Regions from separate parts of the Mus musculus genome. Here region 2 is linked to region 1. Evidence: chromatin contacts called from public Hi-C data. All regions are on one chromosome and are shown on one strand. The core of a region is the stretch at or near the end of the contact, and the rest is flanking DNA. Distances in the headings are between cores, read along the strand shown. Region 1 overlaps Tmed10 (transmembrane p24 trafficking protein 10). Region 2 overlaps Gm32348 (a long non-coding RNA gene).

Region 1 (3,477 bases), core at 674-3,173:
CGAGATTACAGGGGAACCACCATCCCTGTAGGAGAGTGGATGAGGAAAGTTTGGCTCTCTACTCGTGCATTTGGACTAAATTGCTAGTGACTGCATTAAGTATAGAGTGTGTGGTCCCAGTTACTTAGTCCATCCATCCAGGCCCTTCCATAGGTGGAGTGCTGGTGGAGCTCACGGAGTTAAAGCAGCTGAGATGAATGAGCCTGTATTCAGGGACCCAGCTGTGCTTTGTTCCACTGAGTTGTTCTCTGGCCTCATGTGAGAGTGAAGTGACCAGATGTCCAACGAGGCTTTTTTGGTTTCTTGAGACAGGGTTTCTCAGTATAGCCCTGGCCATCCTGGAACTCACTTGCTAGACCAGGCTGGCCCAAACTCATATTCACCTGCCTCTGCCTCCCAGGGATTAAAGGCCTATGCCACCACTGCCAAGTTGTTTGTTTGTTTGTTTCCATTCATCCATCTCTCTATATCTGTTGCTTTGGGTTTTTTGTTTGGTTGGTTTTTGTTTTTTGTTGTTTGTTTGTTTGTGTTTTTTTGTTTTTTGTTTTTGAGACAGGGTCTCACTATGTAGCCCTGGCTGTCCTGGAACTCACTCTGTAGACCAGGCTGGCCTCAGACTCATAGAGATCCATCTTCCTCTGCCTCTGCCTCTTGAGTGCTGGGATTAAAGGCGAGGGCCACCACTGCCCAGTGATATGGAATGTTTTAATGAAAGGGGTTCTGAGTATTCTGTTTGTGATTCTTCTACTTGTTTAAAAATATTTCTTTATGCCGGGCGTGGTGGCGCACGCTTTTGATCCCAGCACTCGGGAGGCAGAGGCAGGCGGATTTCTGAGTTCGAGGCCAGCCTGGTCTACAGAGTGAGTTCCAGGACAGCCAGGACTACACAGAGAAACCCTGTCTCGAAAAGCCAAAAAAAAAAAAACAAAACAAAACAAAACAACAACAACAACAAAAATTTTTTTTACTATTTAGTAATTGCCCTACCTGGTTTATGAGTTGTAGTGGAAATAACAAAGATAAAACATAAAGTGAAAAAAAGTGGTTCTCCGTAGTGAAAAGTAAGGAGGAAGTGACTGGAGGGATGAAGGATATTTAAGTGGTCAGGAAGTCACCTGGATAGCTAGCCAGGGTGCGCGTGGGCTTCTCACGCAAAGGCTCGTCTTTCAGACACACTCTGTGTTGGAGGTGTCCAGCTGCACCTCTCCACTCCTCCCCATTCACTGCACAGCATGAGTTGTGCTGACCCATCCCTAGTAATAGGTTGTGAAGGCTTTGCTACCCACATTTGAGGCTGGAAGTGTCCCCATTCATAGAAATAGCCATGTCACCCTGCTGCTTTAGGTCCTAATAAGAACTGTCATAGGAACTGATGGGCCTAAGTGTAGGGACTGCAGAACACCCATGCTGGACAATGTGAAGAGATACATGTAATACAGTTTCCAGGTTCTTAGGAAATGATTATACTCCTGGTGTCTATATTGAGAACATTTCTGTGCACTAGAGGGAAAATAATAGAATACTTGTTGCTTATTTCTCAGAAAAACCGCTCTTTTATTAGTCACTTCCACGGAATTCTTACTTGGGCTCACCTTTTTCTTTTAGTGAAAATATGGCCCTTTTAAATTGATATTTATAATGTTACTGTTATCAGTGGATTAAGATTAAAACCAGACCAGTAATGAGGTGGTTTACTACAGAAGACCAACTGTACATTAGCATAGGATCACATTACAGTCTAGTTTCTTTTTGTATTACATACAAATCTTCTAGCTTTTATTAAGGCCTGACCTCGTGTTTCTTCCGTCATGAGAGTTAAAGGTTAGTGTTTCTCCATTGAACTCTTACACAGTGGCCGGTTGTCTGTAGCTTCGCATCTCCTAACTCATCTAGCAAAGGGGACTGCTTAGATTTTGAAATCAGTGATAACTTCTGAGGACAGAGTCCAGCTTTTAGGAAGTAGAGCAAATTATAAAAGTGACCGGAAGGGGTGCAGTGACTCTGTCAGTTGCTGACTGGTGGGTGATGCTAAGCCACAGCCCCCAGATTTATGCACAGCCTGCAGCCTGGACAGTAGGGCCCTCTGTGAAGTCATCCAGCTGGACACAGACCAGAATTTGGGCTCCCAAACAAGCCTCAGACTTGAGGGAGGTTGATGTCATCTGCTTTATCCTGCGCCCCAACTTCATTGTTCAACATAATGTGTGGGAAGTCAAGGGACTAGTTGTTGAAAGAGAACAAGGCTTTGTTTGTGCCTAAAAGGGCCATGCTGGAGGTTTTTACCGTAAATAACTCTGGAACAGTATGAAAAAAAACATTTGATCTGGCTTCACCCCCACAGAAGTTTTGTTGGGGCAGCGACTGGTCCTTCACTCTCATTCCTCCCTCCCTTCTTCCCTGTTTTCCAGTCAAACCTGACTATTGCCTGTGATAAGTTAATGCAGCAGATGCTGATAGGAGGAGGAAGAGAGCATCTGCCTGCTATCCCACAGTGCTTGGAAGTTTCCATTTCTGCATCTCAAAAGATGTACAAAAACCCTGTCCTTGATCATATTAGCTTAAGCAGTATGGGCATATTGTACTGTGCCATCGCTGAGTTGGGTGGGAAATTTGAAAGAATTTAGTGTTGAATGCTGCTTGCTGTGTAAGTTTGGCTTTATTCTCAGTATAATCTATATGATCTTCTGACTTAAGAAATGCAGTTGATCGACTTTGTATTTGCTCTTGACTGAAAACTCAGGTAGAGGCTAGAGAGATGGCTAAGTGGATATGTATGAATCAGCATGCACTACTTTCAAAGAACTTGAGTTTGTTTCCTAGCACCCTACTGTGTGGTTTACAACCTCCTGTAACTGTAGTTCTGGAGACACCTGCACCTCTACACAGACATACATAATTAAAAATAAAAATAAATTTTACAAAAGAAAAGAAAGATCAGCCGGGCAGTGGTGGTGCACCCCTTTAGTCCCAGCACTCAGGAGGCAGAGGCAGGCAGATTTCTGAGTTCGAGGCCAGGCTGGTCTACAGAGTGAGTTCCAGGACAGCCAGGGCTATACAGAGAAATCCTGTCTCTAAAAAACAAAACAAAACAAAAAACAACAGACAGACAGAAAGAAAGGAAAGAAAGATCAATAAATTCTGTTAGTGTTCTCCGTTAGATACAGTGGCAACTTGTGGTTTATATGTTTCTTTGTGTAGGAAGTTGAACTAGATGGTCTAGAATACTCTACCTAACTGCACCCCCACCACCACTCCCAACTTAAGATGATAGCCTAAGCTAGGCTCAGAATTGCTATGTAGCTGGAGGTAACTCTTCTGTTCTTCCTCTCTGTTTCCCAAATGTTAGAATTGTGGGTATAGATTACTAGATTAATAATAATAATTAATTAATATTAGATTATAATTAATAATTAATTAATAATAGATTATAGATTATTGTGTGTGTGTGTGCGTGCGTGCGTGCGTGTGTGTGTGTGT
Region 2 (3,477 bases), core at 286-2,785, 210 kb before region 1:
TCTCTGCCTTTGGAACAAACTAAGAAGTGTCTTCTGGCTCCTGGTGGAGGGGACCGCAGCCGTCTTTGCTCCTTCTCCTTCTAAGGGGATTAAGAAGTCCCTCCAAGTTGGGAATGGCCTGCCTGCCAGCCAGCAAGTCCATAAACTAGGGTGTGTTCTGCAGCGTTTGTGTTGGCTGTGAACAATCTTTTTGTGTATTGTTTTTCTTTGAGCGCTGTTGGTTGTGTGTTCATTTGGTTTGAGGTTTTTCTTGATTTTTTTTTCTTTCCTTCTCTACCCCACCCTGGTTCTTGTTGGTTTTTGTCTTTTTCCTCATTCCTGACAAAGTTTTAAAGAGCTGAGGTTTTTTGTGTAAATCACTCTAGGACAAATGAAGTATCCCTGCCCTTCGGGTGTGCTTCTGACAAACTCCTATGCTGTGTTTAATTTGGTCCTGGTCGGCCCCCAAATATCAAGGCTTCTGCAAGCAGATGGCACACTTCCGTACAACAGGAGATACCAGCTATTTCAAAGAACCTCGTTCTGTCCCAGAAGTATCTATAGAAACAAAGGTGTGAGAAAATTCTGACTTTTAGATGGGACTCATGCCTCACATAGACTTTTAACACATTTTATTCAGTGACTAATTTGATGGCAGAGCCAACTAACTGCCTTGGGAACTTTTATTAAAAAGTCTTTTGACAGGGGCTAAGACTACATTGATGACTGAGTGGCAGAATTTATTAGCAGAATATTAGGTCACAGAATCGTTGGGTGAACAGGAGGACAGTAGTGGGAGCCATACCACTAAATATAGCACTCAGCGAGGTCCCAGTGCTGCCAACAAAGCCTAGATCTTGCCTCAACCACACTCCACACTGGATGTCACCACCGCTGTCTCAGGAACTTGAGCTTCCTGCTAAGACTGCCCTGGGCAAGAAGGCTTCCTTTAATTGAACTTGGTTTCGTGTCCTTTCTTAGCAGTAAGAGAGATTGAGAAAATAAATATGCCATTCAAGTTTGTGTTTTGCTCTGGGTCAAAAAATGTTAGATAACTGTAGTGTAAACAAAATACACATTTATTTTGCAAGTGTTAAAAACAAATAGTGCATGGCTGTTCACAATCTGCTCCTTCACTGAGCTATGTGTGTGCACACTGCCAAGAGCCTGCTTGAGATCTGCCACCACACCCATGTCCCAGCCACTGGAAAGAGAATAAGGTTGGATGGGAAATGAGTCCCACACACTCGTGTTTGAACACCTGTATGGTGGTAGTTTTGGTGGTTGTAGAACTTTAAAGAGGTAAGACTTGCATGGCAGAAGTGAGTTGCTAGGGCCCAGGCCTTAAGGGTGAGACTCAGCCTGGCTTCTGGCTAGCCAGGATGGGAGAGATTGTCAGCTCGGCAATCTCTAGTGAGCCACACCTTTTCCATCAAGATGAATTCTACCATCTGAAACCAAAAGCCAAATGAATCCTTCCTCCTCCCGAGATAAGCTCGCACGTATTGGGTTACAGTGAAAAGCTGAGTAATGAACTCACCCACTATCTACTTCCTGGAATGTGTAGACACTGCTTACAGCTCAGTGGTTGACTTGGCCCCTAACAGAGAAAGAGGTCTGAGGAATATGAGCTGTGATCAAGATAGCCAAGCACCCAGCTACAAATTAGAAACTCTTTTATGAAAGAAAAATGGGGTCGCTGAATGTCCCTTCCTTGAGGACTGGCTTTCATAGCACCAGAAAGCAGCATGAAAACTTCCAAAGGAGGGAGGTGACCTAGGCAGCTATGTTGCCTATGAACCACATCAATGACCAGCATGGCCTGATAACCCTACAGGGGCACACATAGTGTGACACACATACCGTGACACACATACCGTGGTGGTAACCAACAGCTCTCAAATTGGACTTACGGCTTGCTTAGCAAGAGGGAGACCATGCCTGGTACTGGAGACCTAGCTAACTACTCAGTCTTGTGAAGTCATGGCTATTGGAGGAGAATCTACAATCGCTAATTTACTAACCCAGCATCCTCCCTAACAACAATCTATAAACGTTTGTCCTTATGTCCGCAGATAAGTGTGGTCTCCACACCAAGGAAACTTCTCTTTGCTACAGATGGCGGCCATTACAGAAAACAACAACCAATCAGCATGCAGAATGGCCCAGTCCCAGTGGATACGTCTACAAAACATTCTTGCACGTAAAGCTCAGGGAACCTTGAAGACGAAGAGGGGGAAAGATTGTCAGAGCCAGAGGACCAGAGTTTACTGTGAGATTGTGTCTCCTAGCAACATCCGAAGCCCTCAAGCCATAAAATCTCACCAGCGGGGCTACCCACATGTAAGCCAAACAAGGAGGACACCAGTGGGCATGCCACAGTAGATGGAGAAAAGCCCATGAGGCCTCAGTGCTAAACAAGGAACTCTAAGCAACTCGGGAAAGGTGGGAGCAGGAGAGGTGGTCCTCCCCAAAGAAGAGCACACCAACTGGATGACCAGTGTCAAGTGGGCACCCCTGAAAACATGCATTTGAGTGACATGATAGGATCTGAGCTGGTTATATTTAGGAATACACATACATGCAATAATAAAAAAAGAGGCCATGAGTTTGCAGGCCAGTGGAGAGGTGTGTACAGAAGGCTTCAGAGGGGGAAAGGGAAGGCAGAAATGTAATTATACTGTAATCTCAAAAGTAAAATGAAACAAGCTTTTTGGTTTTTTGAGACAGGGTTTCTCTGTGTAGCCCTGGCTGTCCTGGAACTCACTTTGTAGACCAGGCTGGCCTCGAACTCAGAAATCCGCCTGCCTCTGTCTCCCGAGTACTAGGATTAAAGGCGTGTGCCACCACGCCCGGCTGAAACAAACTTTTAAAGGGATTGAAAAATGGGAGGATGGGATCAGAGGAGGCAGTGACAGAGTCTTTCTTGGAAAGTTCTTAGCATGTCTGTCTTTGGTTCCAGGATACGAGCTCTATTGCCTGTCAAGGATCAGGAAAGCGTGGGTGAGGAGGGAAGGCCACCCTCCAAACAGGACACAGTTTAGTAACACGTAGTTACTAAGCATTACAGTTTAGATCTTAAATATCCCCCAAAGACCAATATGCATAGGGGCCTTGATTGGCCAACAGCCACCAACATGTGACGTTCTTGGGAAGTCCTAGAACCTTTAGGAAATGGTGGACCTTTTAGGACCTGGTAGAAAGCTGTTAGGTCATTGTGTGTTCCCTTGAAGGCTGTTGGGACCCTCAACTCCTCCCTCTCCTCTTTCTCTCTTTGGTTCCCAGCAGCCACAGGGTGAGCAGCTTTGCCCCACCCCACACTCTGGGCATCACAAACTGAACCCCATGACCTTCTGGAAGATCAAAGGTCAGATTTTCTGGCTGCTCACACAGTATTACAGAGAGAGACAGCCTTAGCTCAGGGCCTGTTCCTCCTACCTTCTTCCCTGGCCATGCTTGAGGCCAGCCTGTATCTCTCTGTTCTGTGTGCTTCCCAGC

The links. A called contact is a pair of places that touch in the nucleus more often than the background predicts.
Region 2: a contact with region 1 is called in a Hi-C map of bone marrow-derived macrophages, with 29 read pairs. The contact joins two enhancer-like sites. A contact is called at or near these places in 1 of 39 promoter capture datasets (pre-B cells), 1 of 484 Hi-C or Micro-C datasets (bone marrow-derived macrophages), 2 of 115 datasets of contacts at active chromatin or transcription factors (embryonic forebrain and microglia) and 3 of 9 other capture datasets (adipose tissue, liver and pancreatic islet).

The regions. Positions count from the first base shown.
Region 1 is chr12:85,365,092-85,368,568 of GRCm38.p6, reverse strand. The region is part of intron 1 of Tmed10 (transmembrane p24 trafficking protein 10); the gene reads left to right. Among named protein-coding and RNA genes, the nearest start is that of Tmed10, 7.9 kb to the left of the region's middle. Within about 2 kb of position 1,923, at least 89 of the 459 cell types and tissues checked have an H3K27ac peak or open chromatin away from gene starts, as enhancers often do. A contact at or near this core is called in bone marrow-derived macrophages, where this site is marked.
Region 2 is chr12:85,573,024-85,576,500 of GRCm38.p6, reverse strand. All of the region lies in intron 1 of Gm32348 (a long non-coding RNA gene), which reads right to left. Among named protein-coding and RNA genes, the nearest start is that of Gm32348, 4.9 kb to the right of the region's middle. Within about 2 kb of position 1,535, at least 31 of the 459 cell types and tissues checked have an H3K27ac peak or open chromatin away from gene starts, as enhancers often do. A contact at or near this core is called in bone marrow-derived macrophages, where this site is marked.